2 separate regions of the Cricetulus griseus genome follow, and region 1 is linked to region 2. A link is a contact called in public Hi-C data. All regions are on one chromosome and are shown on one strand. The core of a region is the stretch at or near the end of the contact, and the rest is flanking DNA. Distances in the headings are between cores, read along the strand shown. Region 1 has its middle 74 kb from the start of Pitrm1. Region 2 has its middle 150 kb from the start of Pitrm1.

The links. A called contact is a pair of places that touch in the nucleus more often than the background predicts.
Region 1: a Hi-C map of the CHO-K1 cell line shows a contact between it and region 2, with 3 times the contacts expected there. The contact joins two enhancer-like sites. A contact is called at or near these places in 3 of 8 Hi-C or Micro-C datasets (the CHK-Q cell line, the CHO-K1 cell line and fibroblasts).

What each region holds. Positions count from the first base shown.
Region 1 is chr3:231,110,898-231,117,222 of CriGri-PICRH-1.0, reverse strand. No RefSeq gene overlaps it. Among named protein-coding and RNA genes, the nearest start is that of Pitrm1, 74 kb to the left of the region's middle. Within about 2 kb of position 2,647, at least 2 of the 6 cell types and tissues checked have open chromatin away from gene starts, as enhancers often do. A contact at or near this core is called in the CHO-K1 cell line and fibroblasts, where this site is marked.
Region 2 is chr3:231,032,579-231,038,426 of CriGri-PICRH-1.0, reverse strand. No RefSeq gene overlaps it. Among named protein-coding and RNA genes, the nearest start is that of Pitrm1, 150 kb to the left of the region's middle. Within about 2 kb of position 4,361, at least 2 of the 6 cell types and tissues checked have open chromatin away from gene starts, as enhancers often do. A contact at or near this core is called in the CHO-K1 cell line and fibroblasts, where this site is marked.

The sequences.
Region 1 (6,325 bases), core at 1,398-3,897, 81 kb before region 2:
GCTTACATGTTGGTATTTGAGTATGTGAGTGTAGTGTGGGAGGAGCTAAGAAGAGTCCATTTGATCCTCTGCAGCAGGAGTTACATACAGCTAGTTGTGAACTGCCTGATGTGGGTGCTGGGAACTGAACCTTGGTCCTCTACAAGAGCCCTGTGGCAGTATGTGCTTTAAACTGTTGATCCATTTCTCCAGTCCAATCTTTTTTTTTTAACATTTTTATTTATTTTAGAAGCACTCTTATTTATGTATCCATCTCCCCATTCCCTTGCCCTCCCATCCTCCCATGCTCCCCACCGACCCCCAACCCACCTCCCACCCACTTCCCAGGGATAGTGAGGCTCTCCATGGGGATCATCAAAATCTGTCATATCATTTCGGGGAGGGCTCAGGTCCTCCTTCTGGTATCTGGGCTGCAATAGTATCCCTCCATAGGGAATGGGCTCCCAAAGTCCATTTGTGCTCTAGGGATAAACACTGTCTCCAGTCCAATCTTTTCTTTCCCTTCCTTCCTTCCTTCCTTCCTTCCTTCCTTCCTTCCTTCCTTCCTGCCCCCCTCCCTCCCTCCCTCCTTCCCTTCTTTCCTTCCCTCCTTTCAAATTTACACCTTGGAGTTTAAAGTCATCCTCAAATAATACATAAGGACCCAGCTCTGGATTCAACACTTTAGTTGATTTGTGTATTCTCAGTTGCTTATTGTTGCTTCCTTTTATGTCCATTAGCTTACAGCTGTGCCTTCTCTCTGCCTTGGTGAGGTCATCACCTGCAGGGCATTTGATGTAAGTCAAGTAATGATACATCCTCTCCTCCAGCAGTTTCTACTTAGTCATCCCTTGTAATTCCACCTTTACTGCAAGGCCTGGGTTCTTCATTTTAGCAACTTTTCTTAATAGTCTTAATCTGCTGTCAGGTCAATAACATGTTCCTTTGCTTTCATGATAAACAAAATCTTTTATTGAACAAAGCCTCATGAAGTGTGGGTCTCAAAGCACTTAAAGGGACTGGAATATTTATCTAACCTTTGCATCCTGTGCATTCAGATGCTCCAAACTAGGCCACTCTCAACCACTTAGCTTGGCAAAGCATTTCACATGAGCTGACCTAGTTCTTAAAGCCTCTCCCTTTCAGGAGCCAAACTTCTAACTTCAAAAGTACTGTGCACTGCAGAGCTAACTTTGGATTACCAAGTGTCTACGTGGCTAACTGTGATACATGCTGAAAACATACTTGCAGATGTTGTTTCTATTCTTGCCTCAGGGGTCAGGCACTTCTTTACCTGTTGGTTCACTCCCATAAGCCAAAACATTGCCTGTAAGAGGGCACTGAAGCATAAATGATGCATAGTCCCTTACTGAGTAAAGAGTCTATGCTCCTCTCCGACCATGGAGATCAGACAAGGACTGGGGTGCTCCACGCTGGAGAATTCTGGAGGTTGGAGTATGGAATTCCTCTTCAGTTTCTGTGAGAGTGAAAACCAAGAGAAATCTCAACACCCTTAATACTTTTGATGGAGCCTGGGTTGTGAAGGGACATATGGGCACATGACAATGCAAGCTCATTCCTAACACTAAGGAGGATATAAGGATGAGACATCACAGTATTAATAATTGCTGCAAAGATTGGATGCCGTGTGTAGCCCAGTTCAGCCAGTCTATGAGCTCAGATGTATGAACTCGGGATGCTGGTATGGAGAGAGGAAGGCCTGGCTGTGGAAAAAACATGGCTTCAGAGACGGCTTGAAGATATCATCAAGACAATGAAGCGACAAAGCAAGAGTCAAGGCCACTTGAGTGGGACTTAACGATTTCTTTAAAGTTCGTCTTGTGATCTTGGAGAGGATGCATGTAATGGAAAGGAACAGGTAAAACAGCTGAAGTAACTTCCTGGGGTGCATAATCTCTCTGGTGAATGACTTTAGTGCTCCCTGTCTCTGGGTGAATTGTGATGACATGATGCACAGACAGAGGGCCGACTGGGTGCTCTCAGCTCTCTGTCTCTGAACTCCAGACCTTAGCACAGTCAGGCCAAATGAAAGGTATAGGATGGTGATTAGGCTGACTGACTTCATTTCTTCATTCTCATTGCTAAATTATCATTCCAGTTAAGGTTTTTCAAAACTTAGACTTCCAGTTGACTGGAATCCAGCAGTCTTGAGCCCACAGAGGCTGTGAAACTGCCTGAGTTCTGGTAGGTTTGATGCACTTTCATTAATAAGAACCATTGCTCTCTACAAAGCAATTTCAAAAGCAACCACCCAGTTTATGTTATAGAGAAATTTAGTTGGTGTCGGATGAAGTTGTTAAAATATTTTGTAAAAGAGTAGGGAATAGGCTGTCACTTTCTTTTTAAAAAAATCAATTTATTGCACACAAATGAGGCCCAGTGGGATGGATAGCACAGTGCACAGTACTGAGAGAGGAAGTAAGCATTCTTTCTCTCTGCAGGAGGCTGGATACACAGGATAGAGGGCTAGTTAGACAGCATGCTAATATACGACAAAGAGGAAAGAGGGTTCAGGAATGGTGCAGTTGATTATACGCTTTCTCTGTAAGCATGAGGACCCAGATTTGATCCTCAGAAGCGTGTAAAAAGCCAGACATTGACCCAGAGAAATGACTCAGTGGTTAAGAATGCATACTGTGCTTGCAGAGGCCTGGAGTTTGGCTTCTAACACCCACGCAGTGTGACTTACAACTGCCTGTAACTCCACCTCTAGAAGAGCTGGCATTCTCTTCTGGTCTCCGTGGGAACCTGAACCATTATGCATATATCTACATACAGCCACACACATACAGTATGCAGTACGTACATAATTAAAAACAAAACACATTAAAAAAGGCCGGAGGTCATGGAATGTGCTAGTGATTTCAGCCATGGGCAGACAGTGACAGACAGGTCTGCTAGCTGAATGGATAAGCTTCAGGATGAGAGACGTTGTCTCAGAAAGATGGACAGCACTGTTCTCTGGCTTCCACAAGCACATTCTCCCCTCTCAACACTCACACACAAAAGAAAAATGAGAGGCATTGCAGTGCTATAAAGTAGAACAGGTAATGTGTGCCACTTGTTTATTTGTTGGTTTGGTACTGGGAATGCAACCCAAGGATCCAAAGCATTGGAGGCATACTGACTGACACCCCAGTTCATTTTCAACTATTTTAATTCAGCCATTAAATTATCAACTGTACAAAAGGCCCCTGCTTTATAAATAACATCCATATGTACATATTGGATGCAATTAGTGTATATATATATTATGTATTAGGATATATATCAACATACACATACATATATATGTACGAGAGAGAGAGAGAGAGAGAGAGAGAGAGAGAGAGAGAGAGAGAGAGAGAGAGAGAGAGAGAGAGAGAAAGAGAGAGGGCACATATGACAAAGGCTTTTTGAACAGTGATGGGGTAGTAATAAATTTTACAATAATTCAATCATCATTTGACCTTTCTGGTGTAAAAAAAATTCTTTTTGTTCATGTTGATGTCCGAGAAATTCAATAAATAAAGTTCAGAGAGGCTTGATTCCCGTGGTTTGCTGGGAGCAATGGCATTGGCCGTATTGTTTTTTACCCTGCAGCAGCAATGGTCACAGAGTGGGGTGCGTTTCTGAGACTGGCTGGCCCTCCTCCAGCTTTTTCTTTCTGAGAAGCAGAAGAGTGGACAGGTCTGATGTAGCTGAGGCTGGTTGTGTGCAGTTTCAGAATGTTATCAGACTGCTACCTAAAGTTTGCAGAAGACAGAAACGGTCACTCACATGTTTGAAGAGTTTGCTTCCCTGGTCACAACACTCCACTCTCAGCTGACTCCAAGACTACGTCTACCATTTTTCCTTTAGTCTTCATTATCAGAGACCCAAATGTAAAGGTTACACTCAGTCATCTTCCATAGAGTTGTGTAGTTGCATGAAATGCTAAGTGTACCAAATTGTTTTCATTCTGATCAAGAGTGAGTGAGTCAAGCTGGAAATGTAGCTCTGCGATAGAATGCTTGCTTAGCATGTGCATGTCTGAGTTCCATACCCAGCACTGCAAAAGATGTGCATATATAAGTGGTTTATGGAAATGTTCTCAGGGTCCTCTTTTTGTTCCATGAAAAGTTCTGTGGCTGTGTTAATGTGGACATCTTTGATTTAACAATGATCACTCTCCTCATCAAAGAATTATTGTGTGAAATGATGAGATCCATGGGTCCATCCCTGCCTCAGATCTCAGAGATTTTCTAATATGGTGGACTAGCACTTCCAAAGCCAGCCATAGCTTATGAATCCCAGCACAGAAAGGATGCTACTTCATGCTCAGATGTAGCTACATCTGGACAGTGCAAGGCACTAGCTTCTGGACTTCACCACAAAGAGACATGGACTTGCCAGGGACAGCTATGAAGGTTCAGGGCTGCTCAAGTCAGTTAGGGTATAGAGGGGAGGCCATGAAGACAGCTAGCTGCCTTGGGCCACATTGTCCTAGAATTCTAAAGCCCACTTTGTTTGAAATGAGTTGTTTTAATGTAGAGTCTCTCCAATGTGTTTATGGAGCCACCCAAAAATCAATATGTCCGTGTTTCCTCCTTCTCCTCCTCTTCCTCCTTTTGCTTTTTTCATATCCTATGGTATTAGATTAGACCCCGATTTTAGAGAGAAACTTATAGATGTCATACAGACCATCAGTGGTGCCAGAAGGAGTCCTTTCTCAATATTTGTAAAGTTGTGAGTTGTAAAATTGCTTTATCGGACATTTGTGAACACTGAGGAAGAAGGACGAGGAGGGAGAGGGAGGGAAGGATGGAGGAAGGGAGGATATGGAGAAAATGAGGGAAGGAGAGAGGGAAGAAAGGGAGAAGGAAAGAGTAAAGGGAAAAAGGGAGTGAGGGAGGGAGAAGGGGTGAGTCAGCAACTAGAACAGATAAATTTTAAATGTGATACATGTGATAAAGTATAGAATAACCTATTTTGTATAATTGTATATATATGTATTATGTTCTAAACATCTAAATGTGCCCCACACCCAACTTTACCCTATAAATAAGACATTATTAAATCACAAAGTTTTAAAAACATTTCGAAAATATGTGTTATGCATTAAGGCTTATATAGATGCATGTGTGTACCTATATGTGGAGATCAGTCTAGGTGTCCATCCTCAGCCACTCTCCATGTTGCTATTTGAGGTAAGAATTCTCACAGAAACCTGGAGTTTGCAGAGCAGGCTAGACCAGCTACAGCAAGCTCCAGACACCCTCCAGGTTTCCACCTTTCCACTGCTGGCATTATAGGTAAATGCCACCATGCCCAGCTTTTTATGTAGCTTCTGGGGGTTAAACTCTGGTTACCATGCTTGGAAGATGAATGTTTCATTAGCTGAGCCATCCTAGACTTTCAGTACTTTTTCTAGTGCTAAATAACTTATTCACTAACAGAAACTGTGTTTTCAATAAGATTGTTCTCAATAAGCATGACCACTATTTCTTTTTTTCCATCCAGCGAGCATCATCCTTTATAAGAAGGCACAGAGCTTTGTGCAGTTTTATTCTAAATATGATGAAGGGGTCAACAGAGCAGAGAAAGGGAAGGCAAGCCAGGTGCTGGAGGAAGTAGATATGAGATTCTTGTTCCTCTGTTTCATTTCATGACTGAGCATCTGCAGCAGTGAAGGTATGACCTTTTTAGCTTTAGAGCCTGCTTTCCCTTTATTAGGTTAAATTGTCAGTTCTCAATATATCCATTCTCATGATGTTCTGCAAATCTATTCTTATTTTTATTTTAAGAGAGGACTTATTTCCCAATGTATTTGCTTGACACAAGCCTTTGAGTAGGGCAGTTTGCAAAGATTTGTTCTCACTGATTTCTTTCACCAGAGAGCAACTAGCAGTCTGGAGAATGTTTAATGCAGCCGTGACTCAGCTCTTATTTTGCTGTGGTTTCTGTTCAGGGACCTGCTAGGGTATCTATTTTTTTTTCCTTCATAGAAACCAAGGAGTGTTTTGGGGAAAATAACATGGGTAGGTGTGGTCCGTGGACTCAGAGATCTACCAACACCCATTTTAGTTTAGGAACATTGAAAACATTTTCACTTCCCACTGTTCAGTGTTGAGTTTGAAAATTAGAATCTTGTGGGTGGAATAGTGCTTTCTTATTTGCCTTCTCATCTTTGCATAGATGAGCCCCAGAGTAAAATACTCCAGAAAACAGAGCTCCATAAAACATGTATTTGAATTCTGAACTTTGGGAAGGATGCTGTTTCTGAGTGGATAGAAAGGAGTGATGATGGAAGTCATCAGTTACTTGATTGAGTGCAATTTCCCAAAAAGAGTGAATCTGACTTAAT
Region 2 (5,848 bases), core at 3,112-5,611:
AAACCTTAAAGCAGCTTAATTGGCACATTCCCAAGCTGCTCAGGCTAAGCCCTATACATTCATTAATCCAACCAGCCATGATTAGCATGGTGTGATCTAAAGGAGGTCTGCTGCAAAAACACTCCAATCCCAACTACCAGCAGCTGTGTATGCTTCGAGTAAGACCTTTCCTCCAGAACATGACTGGCAAATTGCCCTTTACCTGGGCAGGTAATATATTCTCTAATGAGGGCTTTGGAATCCTTCTCTCTGTATTAACCCCAAAGGAGCTACAGCAAAGAATGCCAGCTTATGCAGAAGACTCTTTTTGCTTTTAAAGACCATTCTATGTTTGTGAAAACAGCATTCATGTGATTGTAAACTTCTCTTCTGGTTGAAGATCATGTCTCATATTCTCCATCACCTAAAATTTGGCAATGTCCAATAGGGTGCATCAGTCAAGAGAACAAACAGGGCCAGTAGGGATTTGTTCCACGAAAATAGCTTAGACATATTCTATACATATGTCCTTTGTGTTGTAACTCATTCTGAAGTATCATTTGCCTGCCTATAGTGAATAACTATAAATATCAAGATGGATTTCTTTTTGATAGCATGCAGTAATTTGTTCACCCTATGCATATGAACCATGACTTCTTTAACTTTCTTCATTTGTAACCCTCATTTATTTGAGAAAATTTTATATTATTTCAGGCATATATGTATATAAGATAGGTATAAATAAAACAATGATAAAAACCATAAAGACACTTATTTTAAATAATTCTTTAACATAATTTTACACTTGTTAAAGACAAGGCAAATTTACCTGCTCTGTTGGATATGCTTATTTATTTGACACAAAGAGTTAAATCTTTGCTGGATATTTGATGCTGCAGCACACAGAACACTCTAAATATTTTTCAGAGTTGATTGATATTTTGATTTTGTGATCATCAATGCTAAATATGCTGCTTCACATAAACACATAGAACAAAATGGCAGAACTATGGTTTGGACCATTTTAGACGTCATTAGAATGTCTGTCCTAATTCCAAGCCAAAATTAATTTATTGATTTTTTCCCCTGAAACTTGAAGTGAGCATCTCAATAACAAGTTTTTTTTTCTGTTTAGCTTTTTATTAAATCAGTCAAAGTGACATATTTTTACACAGTATGAACAAATATTCTGTGGCATTTCCCTCCTTTTGTCTAAATAAAAAAGGAAGATTTTAACTCTAACGTACTAAACCTATAAACTTTTCAAATCAACATTCTATCACAGTGCAATTCGAATCTATGGTAATTTGATACATTCACGTTATAATGAACTGATGGCAGGAAAATAACTCTTTGCCATAATAAAACTTTTTATGTTTTTCTAAGAGCAGAAAACTGTGTGTGTATAGTAACAGTGCTGAAATTCATAATATCCAGCATTGAGTTTGAGCAGAGGTGTAGCAGGCTATGTTTGCTCATGCTGGGCCAATTGATAACACATGCAATTCAAAGTGATGGGAAACCCTGGTTGTAGTGAAGGTCTGTGCTCCAACACAGGTGAGAGCTGCCACAAATGTGGAATTCATCAAGAAGTAGGTTTTTGAATTAAATTTGGTCCTTCCATTCTAAGATGCCCCTCACTGTCGCCATATTTTTCTCATCCACCGCCTTTTCAGTTGACATTTTGACTCACATATTAAGAAGATGGAACTTGCTAGAGCATGGACTTTTCTCTCCCCTACTTTCCATCTTCATATATACAAAATCCAACTCTGTCTTGCTCCACCCCACCTGTCTTTATATCTGCTCCCTATCAGTCATGGTTGTTGGCAATCTTTTGTTTCTATTTGCTCAGACCTCTGAGCTGATTAGTCAGCAAATCCATTCCCTCCCCTAAAAACAGGTCAAACACACAGCGCGTTCTCACTATTCCCCTGCTTCCATGTTGGTCTAAGACTTAGACTCTTCCAGGTATGTCTCATCTTTCAACATTGCAGCAAATTGTTGTCACCTACAAAGTTTATGCTCAAGAACTGCACAATCCACTCATCAAACTATTTCAGAAAAATCCTCGTGCTTTAAGGAAATTTTTTGTTTTGTGTTGGGCTACATTCATAGGTATTCTGTTCTGCATGTGGCTTTATGTGACTCATGACTCATAAGCTGGACATACCTGCAAGCTCTATTAATTCCTTTTGTGACATGATTTCATGACTTACAATATTAGATGCAGTCAGTGGTTAACTCCTTGCATGTTTCAGTGACTGGTCATATGGTCCCCATGACTTATATCATCCTGATTATTACTTCAGCCTTGGGTTGCAATGCACCCAAATCATTTGGCCATGTTGTCTCCCCAGATTACTTGTTGACACAACTCCGTTTTTCATGAAGTCACTTTATCTAAGATCTTTATCCTTACTATATTTAAAACTGTAATGTGTGCTTCACCCATGATTTCATCCCTACAATGGATTTCGTTTTCTCCTTTATACTTTCAAGGACATGGCCTATTTACTTATTTATCCACTATGATGCCTATCTATGAGATGGACATTTTCTCTCTTTTTTATATTGCTGTGTCCATCAAAATAATGCCTGACACAATGCAGGCATGCCATGAATATTTGTTAAACTGATGCCTGTGGAGACCACTTCAGAGTTCTTTGTACAGAATGTGTATGTTCTCAAAGGCTCTTTCCAAATACTTAGAAAATTCATTTGCCATTGAATTACATGAAAATAACATTTGGATTGTTTCTACAGTTTGTATTTACAGAGGAGAAAATTACAACTGAATTTACACTCTTGTAAATGTTTGAAAATTGCCCAGATTATTTGCTTGTTTCAAGTGTTCATGCTCATGGAAAATATCCTTTGTGATGTTGACTGTTGTTCCAGGATCACAAAGGGATAATACCAGGCATGAACACAAAGGAACAGAAAGGCTCCTCATTTAAGGCTAATGTGTGTTGCTGAAGTTACATCTCAGTCTTTCTCTCAGAAATGCAGGGATTGGCAAGTGAAACATGTTTGCATAACTTGGAAATTGGGTCCAACCAAGCACAACAACAGATATTCAGAAAACCCAAAGGAATGACAGTTCTAAAGAGTACATAGAGAAAATTTCAAGCAAGGTGAAACACATCATTTCAAGGATGTGTAAAAGTTAGTAAATACATGTTCCACTAGGGAGATTGGGAGGCATGTTTCCATGGTATTAAAATAAGTGTTTGATGTGGAAATCTTTTGCTTCTGTGTGCTTATATTTGGTATTCTTGTGTATGAAGCATAGTTATGAAGGAAAGCAATTTTTTGTTTTCCCCCCTCCCCTCTTCCTTTTCTTTTCCTTCCCCACACCTTTCTCGTTCCTCCTTCCCTTCCCTGTCATTACTCCTTTCTTTCTTTCCTCTTTTATCCCACCTTTCATACTTCTCTTTATCTCATTCCATATCTTCATTTCTTCCTTTAAGTTTTCTTTTCATATTAGTGTTACCCTACTTTCTTCTCCCTCCCTCCCTGCTCCACTGCATCCATTTCTTCCTGGAATACATTTTTATATGCTCAAGTTCTGACATTATCATGTTACTTAGCATCCCTTGGCAACAAGATTTATAGATGATGGGCATTGCCTCCCATATGTTTACCTTCCAGATATATTTTTGGTTTTGCAGTATGTTTTTATATTTACACTGCATCGAGATTGACATAAATGGGTGGCTGCTTACATAGTATCAGATGGTGGTTATTCTCAGCTCAAATTGACACAGGAAACTTACATTTCTTACAGATGATCCTTGAGGAGAGCTACAAATTTCTTGATCAATGACCTATTTAAGTGGTTCAAAGTAGGAAAAGCTAAGACACATTGCAGTCTAGAGTTTAAACACAAATATATTAGCATAACAATATGGCAGCATATATTAATTTGGTTTTCTCCAATGCATACATATTGGTACAATACACTATATTTACATAAATCAAGTGGACTCTGAATATGAATTTGCTATTAAGTAAAGAACTTTCAAAAGAGAAAAAACAACTGCATGAATAAATAAATGAGGAGAAAAAACAAGTCTCACTATAGAAGAATTTCCACTAGTAAGTGTACGAAGAATGGAGGAAAGGAACCAGCATTTGCTGATAATTACCAGTAAAGCTGACTGGCTGGAGAAGAGGAAGAACTCATTGCAGGCGACACATGCCACCAGTCATTGTAAATGATTATTAAGAGCTATGTTAACAAATGGATTCTCCAGGAAAAAACCCACTGAAGCTCAGGCTTTTTCAATTGCTGTGTTTTAAATATTCCCATCACAATCAGTTACAACTAACCACATGATGTTGCTCAACACCAAGTTGGGAGGAAATGCCTAATTCACTTCTTATGAATCACTTTGTGCAGTCAACATTCCAAGTTATCTGAGTCTGTCACAGAAGATGTATGTTCCTGCTAATAACTTGACCTTGGATATTTATCCTCTACAGTCAGAACACATTGATACCCACTGGATGGTAATTTGCTGAGGATTCTGGGAAACTTATACTTTACACATTTACTAGAAAGAGATATCTGAATGAAAAAGCCAATGCAGCCGCCCTTATGAGCATAATATCAAATAGATTTTCTAGAGTTCTTTGTACACAGTCTTCATATGGAAATTTCTACATGGACCAAATGTCATAGAATCATAACGCCTTATTATTCATATAGGAGCTGATTCCTTGACTCCTCTGATTGGAACAGAGAATTTATACATTGTCACTCATGCACTAAACCTTTTTGTTGATGTTGGCAGCATAGCAATGGAACAACAACAAAAATAGCTAGTGGGCATTTGTTTACTGAAGCCACAATTTCAAAGGCAATGTACATGCCTCATGCATGCCAGGTAAGCATTCTTTCAATTGAGTCATATTTTCAGCCCTCTTCTAATTTTCACATTAAAATTATTTAGAACTTGGGAGTAAATAGGTAATGTGCTTGCTGCAATAGCACAAGGGCATACCTTCAGATCCCCAGTACCCACTTAAAAGCTAGGTGTGGTAGGGTACCACACTTCTATAACCCCAAAGATAGGGGGTCGGATGGAGACAGGAAAATGGATGAAGGAAGGCTTGCTTTCCAGAAAGTCTAGCTGAAAGGGCAAGCTCAAACTCCAGATTCAGTGAGAGATCCTATCTCAAACAATAGGAAGGAGGGTGCTAGAGAGATAGCTCAGCAGTTTATCATGGTTGCTGCTCTTTTAGAGGAACAGAGTTCAGCTCTCAGCACCCACACTGAGGTGTAGAAGTTCTCAACAGTTTGTAACTGCACCTACAAAGGAACCAATGTCCAGAATCTGACATCCTTTTCTGGCCTCTGAGGGCAACAGAATACAGGCACTTGCATGCGTATGTGCGAACACGTGCATGTGCACGCGCGCGCGCACGCGCACACACACACACACACACACACACACATTAAAATATCTAAAAAAATCAAAATAATGTGGAGAATGACAGAGGAAGATATTCGGACTTAACATCTTACCTTCATACTTGAATACACAGATGAGTATGCCTAAACACTCATATACATACATATCCACACACAATAGTTGTCTGCACAGTAAGTGATTATTTTTCTTGTGCTGTCTTCCTGGTACAGTTCACTTTTTTGAGAGCTTCCTGTCTGGGTTTGTGTATCACTCCATATAACACAAATCAGAAAGTATGACACACTGACAGCTTTTGAGGCCATGGAGAGATGAAAAAGAATTTCAGCCATGGCCACCATGTAGCTGCTTTTTTACTTAAAAAAAAAAAAAAACATCATGTATATCATACATTAGTTTATGGAGGCTGAAAGTTTTAATAATTTCACCAC